Regions from separate parts of the Mus musculus genome. Here region 1 is linked to region 2. The links are chromatin contacts, called in public promoter capture Hi-C maps. All regions are on one chromosome and are shown on one strand. The core of a region is the stretch at or near the end of the contact, and the rest is flanking DNA. Distances in the headings are between cores, read along the strand shown. Region 1 holds the start of Qtrt2 (queuine tRNA-ribosyltransferase accessory subunit 2). Region 2 holds the start of Dnajb11 (DnaJ heat shock protein family (Hsp40) member B11).

The links. Promoter capture Hi-C pulls out the DNA fragments that hold promoters and counts their contacts.
Region 1: a promoter capture Hi-C map of pre-B cells shows a contact between it and region 2, with 6 times the contacts expected there. The contact joins the promoter of Qtrt2 here to the promoter of Dnajb11 in region 2. A contact is called at or near these places in 1 of 39 promoter capture datasets (pre-B cells) and 1 of 484 Hi-C or Micro-C datasets (CD4 T cells).

The regions. Positions count from the first base shown.
Region 1 is chr16:43,886,767-43,891,331 of GRCm38.p6, reverse strand. Qtrt2 (queuine tRNA-ribosyltransferase accessory subunit 2) reads left to right here and starts at 1,656. Exons shown (of 9, transcript NM_001356329.1): 1 at 1,656-1,765. Ccdc191 (coiled-coil domain containing 191) reads right to left here and starts at 1,430. Exons shown (of 16, transcript NM_027801.1): 1 at 1,294-1,430. The coding sequence starts at 1,341. It overlaps Gm25989 (a small nucleolar RNA gene), which reads left to right and starts at 4,518; the gene lies at 4,518-4,565.
Region 2 is chr16:22,855,790-22,861,003 of GRCm38.p6, reverse strand. Dnajb11 (DnaJ heat shock protein family (Hsp40) member B11) reads right to left here and starts at 3,159. Exons shown (of 10, transcript NM_001190804.1): 1 at 2,895-3,159. The coding sequence starts at 2,962. Tbccd1 (TBCC domain containing 1) reads left to right here and starts at 3,335. Exons shown (of 8, transcript NM_001081368.2): 1 at 3,335-3,659.

The sequences.
Region 1 (4,565 bases), core at 407-2,906, about 21 Mb before region 2:
CCTTCATCTCACCTTACACACAATTAATGCAGCTGTTCTGTCTAAATAACTGTCATGGCAACAAAGAAAGAGCTGATCTTATTCAAACACAGTTGAATTTCAAGGCGCTCATGGATTTTACTTTATCCTCTAGACAGTAATAATGAGCACTATCAGGGGGGAAAAATCCCTCTTTTTGTAGTTCTAAGTTGTCCCAATTTTTTTTTTTTTTTTTTTTTTGCCTTGCATCATCAAATCTATATTCATATGCTATTTCGGGCCCCATCTATTATGCAATGGAGCAACCTCAGTTTCCACTCACTAATGCTCTGGCCTGTGCCCTCTGGTATCTGGAGCATGGTTTTCACTAAGCGGAATGTGCCCTGTGCACACAGCTGCTATATTTAGGATAACCCACAAGAATGATTACCTGGGGCCCCCACAAAAGCCACTCGTCTAAGAGGATTTTTTTTTCTTTTTACAGGAAAGTAAAACTGAAAGGTAAGAGCAGCTGGTGAAACTGCTCTGCTGCTGAAAGCTGAAGCCCCTCCATTTCAATACTCTCCTTTACATTTAAAGCATCTATTTTTGTGACTGTTAAGAGGTATTCTGGAAGGCACACTTGGTGTGGCTGTGACTTTGCATGGCTGTGACTTTTGTAATGTTCCAAGTTTTAAATGGTGTCTCTTTTATTTTTAATTACCCCCCACCCCCACCCCAATTCTTCCTCAACCTCCTGATGCCTTTAGGTGCTAATACACAGAAGAGGTAAGAGATACAGGGAGGCTCTAACTTTGAATGCTCGTGAAATTTAGAGATAACCATATGGATAAAGTATTGAGATACAACCATCTGGACTTCTGGGTTCATTTTAGATACCTTGTGTAAAACTGGAAAGGGAAAGATATAAGGGATAACGTCAGAGAATTTCGTGTGATGATTTTTTTTTTCCTTTTAAAGACCCCTTAACTCAGATTTGAAGGGGGCAGAAGAAAATGTGCGGAAAGTTTCCTAAAATTGGTGGCAGAGTAAGGATTAGGGGCAAATTCCCCTCACCATGATGGACACTAGGAGACCTCTCCATAGATAGAAATAATCCTTACAGGATGCAGCCCATCACAGTAGTGAGTACACAGACCCTTTGGCTCCTTAAATCACGCTACCTAGGGCTGTGCAGGCTCTAGGGTAGCCAAGGCCAGGTAAGGATGCCCCCGGGGGAAGAGTGAGGAAGCGCAGGGCGGGAAGCGGCTGGCTTCAGGACTGTGTGGCGCCTAGGGCCGGCCCATGTTCCTCAAAGCTCCCGACTGGGATCACCTTGAGATTCAGCTTCCTTGATAACCGTTTCCAGCGACTCAGCTCCATCTTCTTCTTTGAGGCGGACCCTCCCTGGGGCGCCAGCAGCACGTTTTGCACTCTCGGGCCTAGACTTCGGCCACAACAGAGACAACTGCGCCTCCTCCCAGACTGCTTTCAGGTGGTTCTGGGAGTTGTAGTTCTGCCACCTAGCAGCTAGACAGGGGTCAGACATTCCGGAACTACTACTCCCAGGAGGCGTTGCGCGGGAAGCTTGCTTTCACGCTGTTACTATGGCATCGGCGGAGGTCACTGGGCTTCTTTAGCAGGGCCTTTGCGTAATTCTGGCGCTTGGTGATGACGCAGAAATTCCGGATTGGCTCTGCGGCGGAGACCGTGGTTTAGTGGGCCAAGGGTTCTACGAGTCGGAACACGTGTTATCTCTTGCGAAGAGTTTAAGGGTCCTGAGGGTGCGGAGTTGTGTTATCAACCGGTGAGTGTTCCTTTTCCTTGTTGAGGGAGGGTGAATAGCGCCCACTTTTTTTTTTTTTTTATTGCGTTGCAGTCTTGTTCCCACCTCGTCATTACTTGGTTTCTTGTTGGTCTAGGCTTTTGCCAGCTCCGAGTCTCCCAGTGTGATTGCCAGTTACAGTTCAGAAAGAAAAGGACCTCCGTTCTCCTGGCCTCTGCCAGAGAATGAGCTTCTCAGCTGCAAGTTTTTCTGAGTTTAGCAGTTACTTGGGAAGCTATACGAATAGGAAAGTCTAGGGCTCCTGGGATGGCTAATGGAACTAAGGGAAAATTGAATCTAAATAGCCATGCCTGGATGTTGTCATGAACAGCCCACTGAAGGCGTGTGTGCTTTCAAGGCAGGGCAGAAATTCAGAACTGGAGCTTTGGACCCGGCCACTTGTTGGCAATTCAGCTTACTTACTGGCAAAATGGGATTGTACCTAAACCCTGGGAGTATTGTAATGATTGAAAAAGCAACGTGTGTAAAACATTCTGCCAGGGAATCTAAACCAAACTATAAACTGGTGGAAATATGATAAGGAAAGCTGTGCCCCATAGACCTAGCACCTGCCCTCTAACTTGAGTGTGAACCAGTAAGAACATTGTTGAATGGGCTGTGTTACGTTCAGACTTTCCGCTGTCTCAATGGTAGTTAGTTCTTTTGGAAGAGTTAGTTTCATGGCGATTTTTTGGAAGGTGTGCCTATTTTTTCCTGAATGAAAAGCAGAGTTCAGAGAAGTGCATATAATACAGTGTGTGTCCATTTTTGGAGAACAAGTGTGTTTAAATGTTTGGATGAGTCTGGAGAAAGGCTGTCAATTTGGAGAAGATGGCTTAGAGGTAGAGGGGCAAGATGGGAAAAGAACAATTACACTGTAGCAAAATGGGAACTATCACAGTTAATATGGAAACATTGTATTTGACAAATTTCAGTTTCTTTTAAGCCACTAGCCTATATTATAGCCTCTAAAACTAATACATCTATAATTCCAGTAACAACTCTGCCAGTTACTACTGGTAACTGTCTTAGTCACTGTTCTGTTGCTGTGAAGAGACACCATGACCAAAGCAACTGTTATAAAAGAAAACGTTTGATTGAGGGCTTGCTTACAGTTTTAGAGGTTTAGTCCATTATCATCACAGCAGGAAGCATGTTGGCATGCAGGCAGACGCCTGAGCAGTAGCTGAGAACTGCATTCTCATCCATAGGAACAAAGAGAATTGGCATGTACTTTTGAAACCTAAAAGCCAGTGACACATTTCCTCCAACAAGTCCATAACTCTTATCCTTCTAATCCTTTCAAATAGTACAACTCCCTGGTGACTAAGCATTCAAATATATGAGCCTGTGGGGGCCATTCTTACTCACACCCCACAGCGACTTTATTAGCTTCACTTGACTAGTTTATAAAATAAAGGTGAGTAGGGTCTGTGTTGTATTTGTTTTGAGGGTTAATGTAGTTAATGTATCAAGCATGGTAAGTACCCAATAAATGTAACTACTATGATTGTTAGGCCTTTCAATGGATGAAGTTACCATTTGCTTTTTTTGTTGTTGGGGTGGTGTCTCATTCTGTAGCCCTGTCTGGCCTGAAACACACTCTAGAGTCAGGCTGGCCTCAAACTTAACAGAGATTTGCCTGTCTCTCTGCCTCCCAGGTGATAGAATTAAATTATGTGCCAGCATTCTCTGCTGGATCCTTCCTTCCTCCTTTTCTTTGTTTCTTAAAGGTTTATTTTTCTTTTCTGTGTATGAATATTTTTGTGTACATGTATATATGTATACCACAAGTGTGCATGGTACCCTCAAGTGAGAATAGGAAACCCGATCTTCTAGAACTGGAGTTACAAGTGATTGTAAACTGCCATGTGCTGACTAGGGACCAGACCTGGTTCCTCTGCACCAATAGCAAGTTCTTTTAACCACCGAGCCAGTTCCCCAGACCTGCATCTTATATTTTTGATGTGCCTCATTGGGTTTATCTCTTTCTTATTTATTTTTTTAAACTTTCATTGGATAATTGGATATTTCTTCAAATTTCTTCTGTATTTCTTTCTAACAGGTTTGGATAGCATCATCCATTCCCATGAGGGATATTTCCAAACTCTTAACACATGTGCCTAATAAAGTTTAGTATTGTTAGTGTATCTCTCTCTCTCCCCTACCAATTAGGGAAAGAATTTTAAAATATTGCGACATCCATCATTTCTGAATCAGCTTGGTGCATCGAATTGTTTGGAAGTTCTTCATAGTCTCTTTCTATGTGTACATAATTGGTAACTTTATATGGGGAAGGTGGGAGAGAAATGGATGTTTAATATTTACAAATCTCTATAGTTCCCCCACCCCCCAAATTGATCATCTCACACTTGCTGCATTCAGTTGCCAAATTTGGGACATCTGTCCATAAAGATAATCCATTCAAACAACATATAAAAATAAAAATTCTTTCTTACTGACAGATGAAGGCAGATTGGCATTAGCAGTGTTAAGGCAGGGAGTTGTCAGAAATACAAATTTGCTCACTGCCTGTCAGTTTTCCCTGCATCCTAAGGTCCTTCCTTAGGACCCCTAAATACTTAATCTGTAAGAGTGAAAAGGACAAGTCCTGCAATATAAGGGACTCACAGTAAGTAGAGGGGGCGGGCCACGGTGATAAAAGCAGATGAAACCATTTGATGCTGTTGCTTGGGTCGGTGATTACATCACTTCCAGATGATGTTTTAAAAGTGCCCTGTGGTTGCTGGAGGCTGTTGTGTAGGTACAGCTTTCTAGTGGA
Region 2 (5,214 bases), core at 1,910-4,409:
GTAAGACTATAAAAAGCATTCCAGGCAAGGGCCATATCCGGCTCATTGAAGAGGCCAGTGAACACCCTCCGAGAGGTGAACATAAGTATGCTCACAACACCTACTCTTTTTGCCAGAAGTTTAACCACTAGAATTTGAGTCTGAAACTAGAATAGAAACTGAAAACATTATCTCAACAATGGGGCTAAGGAAGTCATATAATAGTCACTGACATAGTTGGGGGTAATTTTAAAATGCATGGGGAAAATGCACTGGGGAACCAAGACATAAGACAGAATATTAAACAATACATTTTATGGTCTGGCATGTGGCTCAGAGTGCCTGCCTTAAATTCATTAAGTCCTAGATTCATGAATCCTAGCATTCAGCCTTATAAACTCCTAGTCATACTTCTGAAAAGTTATCTGGCTATTTTAATCATTCTGTTAGGTTTCTCGGTTAGTTTTCTTAGACAGGGCCTCATGTAGCTCAGACTGGCCTTGAACTCAGTATGTATCTGAAGTTTGTTTTGAACTGATCCTCCCGCCTCTACCTCTCAAATGCTGAATTTATAGGTATATAAAACCATATCCAGCTCAACTACATACATTTTTTTGTTGTTGTTGTTATTCTGTTTTTCAATACAGGGTTTTTCAGTAGCCCTGCCTGTCCTGGAATTTACTCTGTAGACCAGGCTGGCCTCAAACATAGAGATCTGCCTGCCTCTAGGGATGAACTTATTACTGTTGTTTTGTTAAATAGGCATGTTGTCAAACTACCTTGTAAATATTTAGGTTATATCCATAGACTACATATGAATATATATGGAAATATATGATATAATATAAATACAATCTATGATACAACATGTAAGTATGTTATATTAACACACACACAAATATATATACATGGTTATATGTTATATTCATGAATATAAGGTTAAATCCATGCCACTCTCCTTTTTGGACAGAGAGACCTCTTTCTTCAGGGGCAGTAGTTAATGCAACAGCATAACTGTTCAAAGCATGGAGAATAAGTGAGTGAGTATTGAGACATCAATCTTAAATGGAATGGTGTTTCAACCTTCCACCCCTCTCCCACACTCCCGAAGGTTCATGGGTAGAGGGTACAGAAAGAATGTAAACACAGAGGGTGGGAAGGAGTGTTGTCAAATTTTGTCTTCTGCAAATGGTATTCATGAATTCACTCAAGATATGGTTACCTGAACAAGACCTACCTGAGCAAGCCAATACAAATAGTCACCATGTGAGAAGGCAGCACTAACTAACCGGACTCAGAGAGGTACATGAAGTTAGGACGGGAACATATTGGGGTGTGCCCAGGGCAAGTATATGTGTGGGGGGAGCAAGGAGTTGTGGGTAGGTATATGTGTGTATATGAAACTGTCAGAGAATAATGAAAGATTTAAGAGTGAAAAGGTTAAATGATAGCTCAGAAAAATACAAGAAAGAAAAAGGGGGGGGGGGCTGATATAGTTGAGTGTCAGCATTATTTCCCCAGAGGCTGCTTTATGAGTGACTATAGTATTAACAATATTAGTATTTTCCAGGAATGGTCGTTCATGCCTGCAAGTCTAACACTTGGGAAGTGACGACTGAAGGATCAGGAGGGAGTTCAACGCTGCCTTCAGCTACATATTGAGTTGGAGACCAGCATACCTCAACTCCTACATGCAAAATCGTATGTTGATGTACCTTGGGTACTCCGTGGCTTAATCAAACAAGAACAAAACAATAAAGTGTATGTAAGAAATGTCAACTTTGAGAAATTTAAAGTATGTCACAAAGAAGAAATGATAAGATTAAAGCAAACAAAACAAAACAAAATAAAGAAAATAACTTTAAAAGCTATGCTAAGCAGTGAGTTTCCCATTATGAACAACCTATAAATTGTCAAAATCTGACATCTATGAGCTTTTGGTGTGTTTTTATTTTTGCAGTTATGTATATATTTGAAATAGCATGTGATATAGGCCAGGCAAATCTGGAACTCAGTCGATAGCTGAAAATGACCTTGAGTTCTGACCCACCTATTTTCATCAGCCCAAAGAAGGGATTGAGGGTGAAGGCATTCTAGAACACAAGTCCAACATACCATATCCTAAGTCACCACATCTATAGGGTCGTGCATGCATTTAAATGCTGGGAGAAACTTTAAGCCTGCTCTTTCTCCCTGAAAGTTGGCACAGTTATCCCTGATTTCAGGAACTTGACACAGTTCCTTCAAGCTTGTAGGATTCCTAAGAGTGGCATGAGACTAGAATCCCAGTTTTTATCGCCTGTTAGAGAACTGTTGTCACTCAGACCATCCAGCTCAGGAAGGAACCATGGTGAGAGGCAGCGAGGCAAGAAGACAGTTCAGGTTCGTTAGCCCAAGAAGGTGGGAAGTACAAGGTCTCTCTAAAGTGTCTTGCTGCTCTCTCAAGCCAACTTTCTTCAGTCTGAGCTTGGCTTCCTTTCTTGCTCTCCTCATTTGACATGGCATCATGGCCCACCCACTTTAGTGTCAGCCTTTTGGAGGCTTGTTGCAAACTGGGTAACCCACAGTCCCACTCTGGAACTCAGACGTCAAGGACGTATCTATAATCTCAACCCCAGCTTGACACTCGCTTCCTTCATTTCCATCAAGAGCCTCATCCCTCAGACGTCCGCCTCCCTTCTTCTGCTCACAGCCACTTAACTCCCTCCAATCCCCAAACGTGGTATTTGGCTCTGCAACCAACCCCCGCTCTTCCTGGGGGAAACCTGGCCCTGCACCGCCAGCCTGGCCCACACTACCCCCTTGTCCCTCGACCCGGCAGTGCCCCTCCCTCACTCCTCGATGTCACCCGCGTCCTTCTCAGCAAGGGCCGCCCCTCGGCCTCTTGCTGCACGCGCGGGAGCCCCCTTCCTCACCCGGCGATCACAGTCCCGATGAGGTACAGCAGCAACAGGCAGAAGGTGCTCAGGTTCTGCGGGGCCATGGCGTCCCCTGGTCCTACCCTCTCAGCCTCCGGTGCCGCTGCGTCGGCTGACCAGCCCTTCCGGCCCAGGGAGGCCGCCTCACGCCGGGGTCTCTCTCTTGCCCGGCCGCGGAGACAGGTAGCGCGCCCCTTCCTCAGCTGCCACCTTCCGGGAGCCCCAGAGCCGGCGAGCAGCCAGGCGTGGGCCAATCGCCGCCGGGGACATCACACGCGGCCGCCACTCCGCAGCCAATCAGCGCGGTACACTTCACCTCCGAGGCGGCGCGGGAAGCCAATCAGACAGCAGAACAGCCGTCGTGTCCGCCGGCCAATGGGAAGAGAAAACGTCAGAGGTTCGCGCCGCCCGGAAGCGGCTGAGAACCGGAGAGAGTTAGGAGCCGAGAAAGAGCGCGCTGCTGTAGGAAACCCGAATGTCCACCAATCGCGAGGCTCCTTCCCGATTCCGACCAATTGCTTGAGAGAGGTCTTACTACCAGTCTGGAAGCTACGCCATGTGCACACGTGACTTGCGAGCGCTCACCGAAGTGCAACCCCAGGAGGTGTCAAAGTACGTGGGGCGTCTTGCCTGGGGATAGGCTCTCCCAGTACTAACTTATTACAGTCTCGCTACCGTGGAAAAGAGGGACCTGGTACCTTGTAGAGACGCCGCCATAGAGACCGACTTAAGTTAAGATTCGGCTTCCAGCACTCCGTAGCGGTGAGGCAGCCCCATCTCCACCCCACTTTCGAACCTGTTTTCTACAGAACTAAGGCAAAGCGTTCTCTGGCAGTGTTGGGAATTAATTAAACTTTTTTTTTTCCTGCAAGTTTCCTAGCAGAATTGCACACAGCAAGCATGCAATCAATAAAAGGCACTAGAGCTTGTTCATCGGTTGCTCTTTTCTCCAGTTTTGTTTACCTCAGACAACTAGTTGTTTAGGACAGCTTCTCAGCTTAGCTTCCTGCATAACCTATTCAGATTTTTATCAGTGAACCGTAATGTGTGCTTGTCCACTATAGCTCCACCTCTGAGTCATAATTATCTCCTGCTTGCAAAGGTCTCATAACCGATCTCCCTGCCTCCAAACTTCATATCTTGATACACTATTTTAAAGTTCCTCTGCTCTCCACCCTATGATTGTGTGCACTCGGGAGCGCACTAGGGAACCTGGAGATCACAGATTAGACTAGGCTGGTGGACCCAGGAGCTCGAGAACCGTCTCTGTCTCTTGAGTGCTGGGAATCCAGGACGTTGTTGTTGCAGTTGCTACAATGGGCGGAATTCAAGACCCCCTGTTTGTATGGCAAGTAAGTGGCAAGCTTTATGGACTGAACTATCCCCAGCGCACTCCCGCTTTTTAAAAACTATGTCAAATCATCCTCTCCTGCTTAAAACCTTTAGTGGCTTTTCATTGCACTCAAAGTAAAAGGCCAAGTCTATGGTAACTTACAAAGCTGTCTAATTTAATGATATATATCCTCACCTATTAAATATCGTAGCATGTTCCAGAATAATCAACTCCCTTCCTTTTAAAAATGTTTCATTGTGTATAGTCATTGTATATGGTACTTTCTTGTATAGTCAAACTGTATAATGTATATATTTTTACCTTTTTCTCTCTGTGCTGTTATTCCTTTTGTTTCTCTAGGTGATTTGGCATTGCCATATACACATATGTGATTTTAAGTACCTATATAAAATCTAGGAGCCACACATTGAGATAAAACATGTATTTGTTTCTCTGAGACAAGATAGTCATCTAGACAAGATAGTTATCTCCAGTTATATCCATTTTCCTGTATACAACAAAATTGCATTCCTAAATTTTTGCTTGTGAGCCTAACCTTTAATGGTTAAGCCATCTTTTGTATCCTATAGCTGCATTTTCTATGGTTTGGAAGAAAACATTGTACATAAGCCACATTTTCTTTATTCTCTTGTTGAACTCCTAAGTCCATCCTGTAAGTTAGCTATTGTGAATAGTGCTGGAACAAACATTGATGTTTTGCCAAAACCTCAATGAGAAAGAAAAAGGTTTATTTTGATGTTCATGGGTGCTGTGATGGTTTGTATAGCCTTGGACCAGGGAGTGGCACCATCTGAAGGTGTGGCCTTGTTGGAATAGGTGTGACTTGGTTGGAATGGGTGTGTCATTGTGGGTGTGGGTATAAGATCCTCACTCTAGTTGCCTGGAAGTCAGTCTTCCACTAGCAGCCTTTGGATGAAGACGTAGAACTCTCAGCTCTGCCTGCACCATGCCTGCCTGGATACT